Linked DNA regions of Danio rerio: region 2 is linked to region 1. Evidence: chromatin contacts called from public Micro-C data. All regions are on one chromosome and are shown on one strand. The core of a region is the stretch at or near the end of the contact, and the rest is flanking DNA. Distances in the headings are between cores, read along the strand shown. Region 1 overlaps zbtb8os (zinc finger and BTB domain containing 8 opposite strand). Region 2 holds the start of LOC797620 (V-set domain-containing T-cell activation inhibitor 1).

Evidence for each region. Hi-C and Micro-C count contacts between places; a contact is called where the count stands out from the background.
Region 2: a contact with region 1 is called in a Micro-C map of caudal fin, with 2.9 times the contacts expected there. The contact joins the promoter of LOC797620 here to the enhancer-like site in region 1. A contact is called at or near these places in 1 of 18 Hi-C or Micro-C datasets (caudal fin) and 1 of 4 datasets of contacts at active chromatin or transcription factors (caudal fin).

The regions. Positions count from the first base shown.
Region 1 is chr13:48,455,978-48,462,425 of GRCz12tu, reverse strand. zbtb8os (zinc finger and BTB domain containing 8 opposite strand) reads right to left here. Exons shown (of 7, transcript NM_001017687.1): 4 at 2,715-2,797; 5 at 2,580-2,632. Among named protein-coding and RNA genes, the nearest start is that of zbtb8os, 13 kb to the right of the region's middle. Within about 2 kb of position 2,640, at least 12 of the 62 cell types and tissues checked have an H3K27ac peak or open chromatin away from gene starts, as enhancers often do. A contact at or near this core is called in caudal fin, where this site is marked.
Region 2 is chr13:48,587,545-48,593,359 of GRCz12tu, reverse strand. It overlaps LOC797620 (V-set domain-containing T-cell activation inhibitor 1), which reads left to right and starts at 1,254. Exons shown (of 4, transcript XM_021480896.3): 1 at 1,254-1,370. The coding sequence starts at 1,328.

The DNA.
Region 1 (6,448 bases), core at 1,391-3,890:
ACACCAAGAAGGTCACTGTGGTTAGAGCCTGGCTGGTCCAGTTGGCATTTCTGTGTGGAGTTTGCATGTTCTCTCCATGTTTATAACTCCATGCATGTTCTCTGGGTGCTCCTGTTTCCCCCACAGTCCAAAGACATGCGCTATAGGTGAAAAGGGTTAACAAAATTGGCCGTAATGTATGAGTGTGTGTGAGAATATAAGTGTATGGGTGTTTCCCAGTACTGGGTTGCAGCTGGAAGGGCATCAGCTGCATCAAACATAAGCTGGAATAGTTGGTGGTTCATTCCGCTGTGACGACCCCTGATAAATAAGGGACTAAGTTGAAGAGAAATGAATGAATGGCTTATGCCGGTATTTTACCATTAGAAAATAAACCTTTCACTTTAGTGTTGCTCTCTGATTAAACATTGATGAAATACTACACACAGATGAGGGAATATCCAAATATTCACAGTGTTTGTGATGAAGATGAGGTTGTTTCTTCATGCAAAATAGATTTGAGGATTGAAATTAAATGTAGCTGCTTTATATTAGAGGTTAAGTGGAGGCGGCTCATTTATGACCCTTAGGACAAACAGTGCACAGAATATTAAGACAACAGGAGGGTTAAAGACACTAGTTAAGATAAAAGATTAATGAGATAAATCATTTAAAGGGCACATATTTTACCCCTTTTTCATGATTTAAGATAAGTCCTTTGTGTCTGTTGTGAAGTTAATTCAAGCCTTTCTGCAACAATGAGTACCACACAATGTTGTTACAAAGTTCACACACACACACACACACACACACACACACACACACACACAGAGGGGCAGATTGGCCATCTGGCAATTCTGGCAAATGCCAGAAGGGTTGGACCATGTTTCAAATGTGGGTCGGTCAGTTTTTTTAATAATTTTTTTTTTAATGTATTGTTTTTACATGCAGGCAGCATTTATCTCTTGCAAGATGTGAATACTATGATAATGAAAATGATAATGATAATAATAATAATACATCAAAAGTCGGACACTTCCCGAATTTCACTGTTTTGCCACCTGGAAACAGCACCAGTGGCAGAGATCGACATTTTTTTTTATTTTTTTATCACAGATCAATGACCTCAAGAAAAAACTACCATGATAATTTATTTATAGTAAATATTATAGTGTTTTGAATTGTTTTTTCAGTATTGGGTTATGCTTATTGTTGTGATGCCATAGTAACTATAGAATTTAAATAGGCTTTTTATGATATTTTTATAAACAATACTTTTTTTTCAACACTATATATTGCTATAAATTACTATGCTATTTTTTTAGTGTGAGAGTGGATGCAACTGAAATATCACTGTTTTTACAAAAAGATTGTCACAATCACAGAAGATGAACAGCTCATTACTTAAAAGGGTGTATTTAAAATATAAATCTGTATAATCAACAATGAGCCTAGATGTTAAAAGAATGTCAAAATAAACAGCTTATACAGCAAAATAAAATTTATTTGGCTATATTATAAATTAAGTAGCTATAGCGAGATGCTTTTGACTGACAGGTCATGACAAATGTTATGTTTATTTGTTTTGCTAGGAATGTCCCTAGAATGTGGCCCATTTCTATAGTAATTTCAGACTTTCTGTAGAGGGCAAGATTCACAGATTGTTTTTTATTTCATTTTTACTGTATGTATAAATTTGTTATTAACGGGTTGTTTTTGTTCCAGTCAAATACATTAAATGTTTAAATATCTATTGCATATGATATGGTACTGCCTATATTATTTCACCATCTGTACACCAATATGAGAAGTGGATGTGTGTGCCCATGGGTGGGGCTGTGTCAGTGTGGGAATGTGGGGTGATGTGGCTATACAGTGCCAGGGCTAAATTTTTGTCCCAGTCTGCCCCTGCACACACACACACACACACACACACACACACACACACACACACACACACACACACACACACACACACAGCGTGTGTGCTTACCTTTGCACTGTTTTTGCATGGAAAATGTGACAGGATATGCACTGCTGTATGGACATCCGTTATGTTAGTGTACAAAATAAACCTGATTTAACCTCCACATACCGGGATTGAATCGTTTTCTTTTATAATTGTACTGACAAGCGACGGTGGTGCTAAAGTAAAGACAGTAAAATTGCTGTAATTCATTACAAACATGCACTGTTTTAAAAACATTTTAAACTTGTACACGTCATTCTTGATCACATTTGATGATGATTGATGATCACAGAGAGCTAAACCCATCTTTTAATCCCAGTTGCTTTGCGCATGTCCTGTCTTGTTGATATTATTGTACGCGTTACTACGGAGACATGTTAAGATGCAGCTGTGAGAAATGGGGGGGATTTGGATCTTACTTCAACATCAGGCAATTTAAAAAAAAGAGACATGTTGTGTTTATATCAGCCCAGTATGACTGTGGACACACTATACCTACACACAGTGCTGTCCAAACAGCTTACAAATGATGATTTTGATCATAGGTGTCCTTTAAGATAAAATGTCAGCATTTTCTATGATTTTCAGCACCCATGTGAGCCATGTATTACTACACAGAGTCTGCACTCACCCTATTGAGCGGATCTTGTAGCGCATTCTGTCAATGTGTAACACCTTCACCTCCTGAAAAACAGGAAAAGGGTGTGCTTGTTGGAGAACATGGAAAGAGGATGTAAGCTCAATGTGTGTACTGTGTGTATGATACCCGTGGGATGAAGAAGATATCGGCGCTGAATTTGAAGAGCCAGTCATCCAGAAAGTGGTAAAGAAGTGACTCCATATCATCTCCTGAAACAAACACAAGATAAAGTTACCATCTGGTCTAACCAGTCCTGTTCCCACACAGAGCATCATGAAGACAATGATTCACTTTTTCTGCTTTTCTTGGTCAATGAAACAGCCTTTTGACTCCTAAGAGGGCCGTTGTGTAAGACAGAATTCAAAAACGATGAATATTGGTTACTAACACTTTATATATTGCTGTATTTAAAAGAAATAAGCTTTACTATTATAGTTTTCTGTTTAATTTATTTATTGGTCTTTTTTATTATGTTAATGGGATAGTATGCGATATGATGGCTCTGTGGTCTTCACAGCAAGAAATTCACTAGTTCGAGACCCGGCTGGGCCAGTTGGCATTTCTGTGTTGGCGTGGGTTTCCTCCGGTCCACAGTCCAAAGACATGCGCTTTGAAGAATTGAATAAACTAAATTGGCCGTAGTGTATGTGTGTGAATGTGAGTTTATTGGTGTTTCCCAGTACTGGGTTGTGACATCCGCATGTGTAAAACATATGCTAAAATAGCTGGCGGTTCATTCTGCTGTGGCGACCCCTGATAATCAAGGGACTAATGGGATAGTTCACTCAAAATTGAATATTTCTTCATCATTTACTCCAAACTTTTAAGAGTTTTTTCTTCGATTGAACACAAAAGAAGATGATTTGAAGAATGTGAGGTCTGACTTCCATAATAGGAACAAAGAATACAATCATTCTTCAGTATTTCTTTCTTTGTGTTCAACAGAAGTAAGAAACTCAAGTGGAGGACGAGTAAATAATTGAATATTCATTTTTGGAGTGTACTGTCTCTTTAAACTTTTGTCGCTTTGTAGTTTAAGCAGCACACTTTCAGGGCTGCAAACTGAAATTGAGACATCTTAAGGAGACAGTACACCCCAAAATGAAAATTCAACTATTTGCTCGATCCAAAACCTGAAGATATTTTGAAAGAAAACTGCAAACCTGTATTCATCGACTTTCATAGTAGGAAAAACAAACATTAGGAAAGTCAGTGGTTACAGCTTTTCAGCTTTATTCAAAATATCTTCAGATTTTACATGAGTAAATTGTTTAATTTTCTTTTTTTTTGGGGGGTGGGGGGGTGGGGGGGGGGGTGTACTGTCTTTTTAAGATAACTTAATTTCAGTTTAAAGTGGTTGAGGCAGCCCTGAAAGTGTGTCAGCTTAAACTATAACCTATTTAAGGCCACCGGCAACTATAGTTGCCAAAGATCATAGTTGCCAGTTTCCTTTTATAAGTAATTTTCTACATGTTATCCATGTTTGATTTTTCCTTGACATGCAAGAAAACAACCAAATAAAATATTTCAAAAAAATAAAAAAGGCACTAAATTTCTTTCCTGTCATGTCCGGATTTCATCTTCCTACCACTTATTCCTACCTCTAAGTTTTAGAGCAGTATTGGTAACACTTTACAATAAGGTTCATTAGTTAATGCATTTACTAACATGAACTAATCATGAACAACACTTGTACAGCATTTATTAATCATAATTGAACATTTACTAATGCATTATTAACATTCAAGTCCATGCTTGCTAACATTAGTTAATGCACCATGAGTTAACATGACCTAACAATGAACGACTGTATTTTCATCAACTAACGTTAACTAACATGAACAAATACAGTAGTAGATGTGTTGTTCATTGTTTGTTTATGTTAGTAAATGCATTAATTAACATTAACTAATGAACCTTATTGTAAAGTGTGACCGCAGTATTTTATTACAGCCTTAGACAAAGTTGAATTTAAAAGGATAGTTCACCCCAAAAGAAAAATTTACCCACTATTTAATCTCCTTTAAATAGTTTCACGCCTTAAAGAGTTTCTTTTTTCTGTAATAAAGTAGCATATTAAACTTTGTAGTTCAAGCTGACACACTTTCAGGGCTACCGCAATAACTTTAAACTTAAATTAAGTTTTCTTAAATCGACAGTACACCCCAAAAATGAAGATTCTGTTATTTATTCATCCAAAACCTGAAGATATTGTGATAGAAAACTGCAAACCTGTAAACATTGACTTTCATAGTAGAAAAATAAACATTAGGAAAGTCAGTGGTTACAGGTTTTCAGCTTTCTTCAAAAAAATCTTCAGGTTTTAGATGAGTAAATTGTTTAATTTTAATTTTTGGTGTGTACTGTCTCTTTAAGATGACTCAATTTCAGTTTAAAGTTATTGCGGCAGCCCTGGAAGTGCATCTGCTTTAACAATGAAGTGACAAAAGTTTTATATGCGACTTGTTTTTCTTGAATGATAAAATAGTTATTTCAGTCTTGCTGGGAAAAGAACAAACAGAATATTTAAGCAATTTAATTGTGTTTTTTGTGACTCATTTAAAAACACATTACGCCTATTTCTCAGTCACACAATGCCTTGGAATATTCAATTTTGGTTATTTCCACACTTTCAACAGCAGCTGAAAATAAACCATGATTTAAATAACTGCAATGTATAAACATGGTGTTTTTGTTCTTTCCCTCTGCACTGTTAACTAAAGGCAAAGTTACCCAAAACCAAAAAATCTGTCATCATTTACTCACCCTTAACTGTTTATGTTTCTTTGTTTCACAGAAGAAAACATTTTGAAGAAAGCGGGAAACCTGTAACCATTACCTTCCCTAGTATTTGTTTTGGCAAGTAAATGGACGTCAACAGGTTTTTAACATTCTTCAAAATATCTTCTTTTGTGTACAGCAAAATAAAAAAAACGGATAAAGATTTGTATTGTGTGAACTGTCCTTTAAATGCACACAGTACTTAAAAGAAAAAACAAATATTATTTTGATGTGCATGTGCAGCGCCCTCACCGCCTGATGAGGGACAATAATGTTAATAAAAACACAGGAAACACGGAGCTGCTGCTGCTTCACGTCTGTGTATTGTTTTTTTAAATGAATGCACTTAAAAGTGTACTTTCACATTGTAGAACAACATACGTAAACATCTTCACAGAGATTATATATATACACATATCACAAAATAATCACATACAAATTCCCTGCACATTACTGTTATAAATTACTATAAAGTAATTATATGATTCTTCCTGAATAAACTATTCACAGTTTAATTATTCTATAACACACACAAAGGCATATAACCGACCTACACATATATCTCTCTTTAAATATACATTGTAACCAACTATGGGAAATAATAGCACTTTGTGACTTTATAATTACTTTTGTAACAATATTCCCTTTGTTAGTTGTTAAGTTGATACATATAATATACATTCACTTGACCGTTTCTTCAGTTGGCATTTAAATCATCACTGTTACCGTTGGAAATACAGTGCAGAGCAATATATATATAGTTAATAGGAACTCTTATATATATTAACATACACTATCAGGTTAATTTAATAGATGAAACTTGTTGCTTTTATATCTCTAACGTATATTCAACACATTTTGATAACAAAATCAAAAAACTGATAAAGATTTGTATTGTGTGAACTGTCCTTTAAATGTACACAGTACTTAAAAGAAAAAACAAATATTATTTTGATGTGCATGCACATACTGAATTAAAGTAAAGTATCTGTTTTAAACAACTTTTGGGGGGAAAAAATTAAAAAAAAAAAATAAACAAACATAGCTCATAAACCAAATTAGTCTTCCTTTTTCATTCA
Region 2 (5,815 bases), core at 5-2,504, 130 kb before region 1:
TATATATATATATATATATATTTATATATATATATATATATATATATATATATATATATATATATATATATATATATATATATATATATTATATATATATTATATTATTATAGTATTTGACTGCGGTACTTATAATCTAATGGTAACCACCCCAAGTACCGCAGTCAAATATATATATATATATATATATATATATATATATATATATATATATATATATATATATATATATATATATAATATAATATATATATATATATATTATATTATTATTATAGTATTTGACTGCGGTATTTGGGGTGGTTACCATTAGATTATAATCTAATGGTAACCACCCCAAGTACTGCAGTCATATATATATATATATATATATATATATATATATATATATATATATATATATATATATATATATATATATATATATATTTATTATTATTATTATTATTATTATTATTATTATTATTATAGTATTTGACTGCGGTACTTGGGGTGGTTACCATTAGATTATAATCTAATGGTAACCACCCCAAGTACCGCAGTCAAATATATATATATATATATAAAAAACTAGGTGACGTGGGTGACGCTCTGGTCCGAAAACACCGAATCCCGAGATTAGATGAGAATGCCAAGGAAACGCATAGGAAGCTGCTGCCGCCACGCTTTCAACAGATGTGCAGTGAAAGGCAGCCTGCCACGTACTGAATTTAGCATTTGAATCTTTATTATAGTTCAATCTATAGGCATACAGATTGAGGTAAAGTTGATTTTATATTCGGACATATACTTAAGATCATTCCAAATAAGTGTTCTTCGCTAAATCTAAATACTGAATTCATATTAGCAGCTATAAACAACGTTTACAGCCAATTAGTAGTGGTAATATTGTTTTGAAGTCATACTTGCATGCGATTTCTGAGCCAAATATTCAAAGTAGCTCGGTAAACAAGCCGTCACAGTTGAAAAAATGGACGAATGTCCGAATATAAATTCAACTTCAATGAGATACAGTAGGCTATTTCATTCAGCTACGCCTCTAAATGTGTTTTTTATTGTTATATTTTATTCTTTCAACAGATGCAGATGTTTTATTCGCTTTATTTGTCAAGTTTTTCTGCTTGGGATGGAGGAGGTCGCCTGCGTTTTTTGTTTTTTTTTTTCCAAATGGACTCCCTCAACCAAGAGAGATTACCACACAGTCTGAGTTTACCTGAGCATAGCACTAAGTGACGCTCCAGTTGTGTAACGTTACAGTCTATGGTCGAGCTGTTCTGCCTATCGGACGTTTAACACGTTTCTCATCAAATCCTCACCGTCAGAAACGATGCTGTTTTTTCTTCTGTTGTGGACATTACTGCAATGTGCAGGTTAGTGCAGAGCTTTTCCCGCCGTTGTCTAAACTCTGTTGCATGTGCTATTGTAGGATTTGACAGTAATTTTGCACAAGATCTCGAAGCCAGAGCGCAAAACGTCGCTTTTAGGTTGCAAAAGTTTGCTTTAAAGTGAGTCAAATCAAAGTTACATCCAAATAGTTGCTCGATCTTGCTGTGTATGGCAAGCCGTCATAACATTTAATCTTTAGCCCGTACTAGTATTTATAGTCATGTTACTACTAGTGATTTATTTATTTATTTATTTTAGATATTAGTATCTTTTCCATTTAATACTAGAACTTATTCGTAGATGCTACTGCCTATTCCTTAGATACTAGTGCTTTATAAAAATATACTAGACCTTAAACTCATTACTGGTTCTTTTTATTAGATACTAGTACTCATTCATTAGATACTAGTACTTATTAAACAAATACTATTACTTAATAAATAGATACTACAACTTATGTAAAATATACTAGTACACATTTATTAAATATTAGTTCTTGTTTGAAATGTTACTAGTAAAAATGTTATGACTAGTCCAAATAAAGAGTAATTTTACTAGTAAAATAAAGATAAGACAAGTAAAAAAGCAGGACTGACTAGTAAAATAAGAATAGTTACTAGTAATAGTTATTAAAGATACTACTGCTTAATAAATAAATACTAGTGCTAATGAAAAAACTACTAGTGTCTATTTAATAGTTACTAATATCTAATGAATTGGTACCAGTATCTATTTAAGAAATACTAGTATCTATTAAATAGATACTAGTATCTAATGAATAAGTAGAAGTACCTGAATAAGTACTAGTATCTAATACTAAAGTACTAGTATGTATAAATTAGATGCTAGTAAATAATAAGTAGTACCTAATGATTACCTGCTAGTACATAAAAATATATACGAAAAAAATTTGTACGTAAAAATATGAAGGAATACACACTAGTCAAAACTAAATAGTTGAGATCTTAATGACAGATCCCATAGAAATCAATGGAAACATTTAAAATTTGTTACTAGAAACATTAACAGAGTAGTTGCTAGTCACTATTAAAATAAGTACTGGTATCTAATAAATAAGAACTAGTACCACTTAAATAGACACTAGTATCTAATGAGTAAGTTCTAGTATTTAATGGAAAAGTAATACTAGTATTAAAAAATAAACACTAGTAACATGAAAATAAATACTAGTACGGGCTATTGATTAAATGTCAAAATAGTTTGCCATAGTTTGCGTGCTTACTAGTGTAAAACTGAGGAGGAAAATAACCTATACAGAGCAGCGCAAATAGGCTATGCAAAGGTTAAGCATTTGCTGATGTTGTTTACTGGTGTTTAATCCTTTTATTTGATGCTTTTTTAAATTTATGGTGACTTTTAATAGAGAAACCTTAAGCAGTGGTTCATGTTTTGTATTTTACTTCAGTCCTAAGCCTCCGCTAGAGCGCTTGTGGCAGCAGGTGGATTATAAACTGACCTGACTTTACTCTTCTCATTCATCTATGCTGAAAAAGAGACAGTCTGAAATAATACTGTATTTACTGGGTTTTGCTTTGTTTTCACTATTCCACCTTTTCTTTTTTAAATCTCTGGTGACTTTTAAATGAGAAACCTGAAGCAGTTGTTCATGTTTTGTGTTTTACTTCAGTCCTAGCTATTAGATGTAGCCCGTGTGGCAGCAGGTGGATTTATAAATGAGACCTGATTACTCTTCTCATTCATCTATGCTGAGAAAGAGATACTCTGAAATAATACTGTATTTACTGGGTATGTGTTCGAGTTAAGTGTTAATATTTGGTTATTCTCTTCATGTTCTGTAAAGGTCTGATAACATTTCAGGTTTTAAACGTTGGGTGATTTTACTATAATGTTTTAATAGTTCATGTTAATGCATTTAGTAACATGACTGTTGTTTGTAGAGCATTTATTAATCATAATTCAGCATTTACTAATGCATTATTAAAACACAAAATGCTGCTTGTTGGCATTAGTTGATGCTGTGATATTGGAAAAATCTGATATTGCGATATGAACACAGTATCACAGGATGATTTGAATAGCTCTATTTGATATTTTTCTAGAGAGTCTAACAGGATTCAGGTACAGAAACGGCATCATCACAATGCAAAAACAAAGCTTTTCTTACTTTTTGTCTCATTTCCAGTTCAAGTATCTAGAAATTCTTAGAGCAAGTAAAAATATTGCTTTTTCACTATTCCACCTTTTTTTTTTTTTTTTTTTTTTTTAATCTTTGGTGACTTTTTAAATGAGAAACCTGAAGCAGTTGTTCTTGTTTTGTGTTTTACTTCAGTCCTGCTAGCTATTACATATAGCACTTGTGGCAGCAGGTGAATTTATAAATGAGACTGGATTACTCTTCTCATTCTTCTATGCTGAAAAAGGGATACTCTGAAATAATACTGTATTTACTGGTATGTGTTTGAGTTAAGTGTTAATATTTGGTAATTCTCTTCTTCATGTTCTGTAAAGGTCTGATAACATTTCAGGTTTCAGATGTTGGGTGATATTTTACAATAATGTTTTAATAGTTCATGTTATTGTATTTACATTTAGTAACATGAATGATGTTTGTACAGCATTTATTAATCATCATTCAGCATTTACTAATGCATTATTAAAATACAAAGTGCTACTTGTTGGCACTAGTTGATGTTATGATATTGGAAAAATCTGATATTGCTATGTTTTATTTTACTGTGATCAACATTGTGTTATGAACAAAGTTTTACAGGATTTATTCAGGTACAGAAACTGAATTATCACAATCCAAATACAAAGCTTTTCTCTCTTTTTTGGTCTCATTTCCAATTCAAATATCACAAAAATCTTAGAGCAAGTAAAATACTGCTTTGTTTTCACTGTCAGTCAAATTTTTCCTTAAAACAAGCTAAATTGTCTGGCAGTAGTGGACGATTAAATTTTGTTTTCGCTTTGAAATGTGGATATTTGGACTAGAAACTACACAAATTCTATGATTTTTATTTTTGCATAATTCATATAATTCTGTGTAAATACAGTAATCAGATACAATTCTGTTCAACTAATTCAGACTCAACATTGCATATCTTTGCGACGTGACTATTGGCAATGCACACATTGTGATATCTATGTGGAAATTAGATAATTGCCCCTTTCACACATACAGACCTTTCCGGAAAATTATTGGCTATAGACCTTTCTGGAAAATTACTGGCAATTTTCCAGAAAGGTCTCTATGTGTGAACGGGCCCTTTTTGAAAATACTGTTAATTTGTTAGGCAAGTTTCCAGAAAGAGAAGTTGTAACATTACTTGTAATTTTCCGGAATGCTGCGCTGTGTAAACACCGAAGGAAGATTACCGGAAAGAGCACGTTCACATCTAGAATGCGCTGATGTGAGACGTCTACTCTAGCCAATCAGGAAATTCAGACACATTCACATCCACATTGTTTACAAAAATAAAGGCCTTTGAATATTTTTCCAGACACATTTAGCTACTAGTTGTTAGTCAGACAACGTTTTTGTCTTCCTTCTTAATGCCAACTGTGGGGAAAAAATGATAGATAAAATGCTTGTGATAAACTGCTGTTTGTTTACCTTCAAGCTTTGCTTCAGTTGCTTGATGCATGTGCACGTGAAGCAGCCAGTGAACGCCAGCACACACACACATATACAGGGTTCTTACGGGTGCTGGAAATCCTGGAAAATGCTTGATTTTTAATATAGTGTTTTCAAGGTTAGAAAAGTGCTTGGATTTTGGTTAAAGTGCTTAAAAGGGCTCGAAATTGTGACTGTTTTGGTTGCATATGTGCACAATTTTGTCTATCTGACCTAGGGTTGTAACGGTATGAATTTTTCACGGTATGATAATCGTCTAAAACAATACCACGGTTTGACGGTTTCGCGGTATACGGTATGTTACAAATGTTACAAAATAATAGAACAGTGAAGCAAATTTGACTTTTTCCAAATAATATATTTTAGTTACTATAAACAACACCACTTACAATGAACAAATAAAAATAAGAAAATAATAAATAATGTGTCAAAGTCCAAATAAAGTCCAAATAAACATGGTGCAAATCCTCAGTAAAAAAATAGATATAAATATTTACTATACTATAAATAGTTACATAACGAAACTAGATTAAATATGGAACAACCTTAGGTTTTATGTGCCAGCATGGATATGGTTGTCTATCGATATGGATTTGGATATGGATTTGCAATGCAGACAAACAGCTGCACCTTCATTTGTGTCTTTTGAAAACAGCAAGAGCAGCAGTTCGTCTTTGCTGTGTCACTGTTTTGTCATGTTTCTGTGCTGCTGTGCATGCAAAAGTACTTAGTATGAGAATTATTTCATGCAAAACTTTTTTTTTTTGCGTTTTATTTAGCCGCGCATAAATGTATGCCTATCTCTCGTTC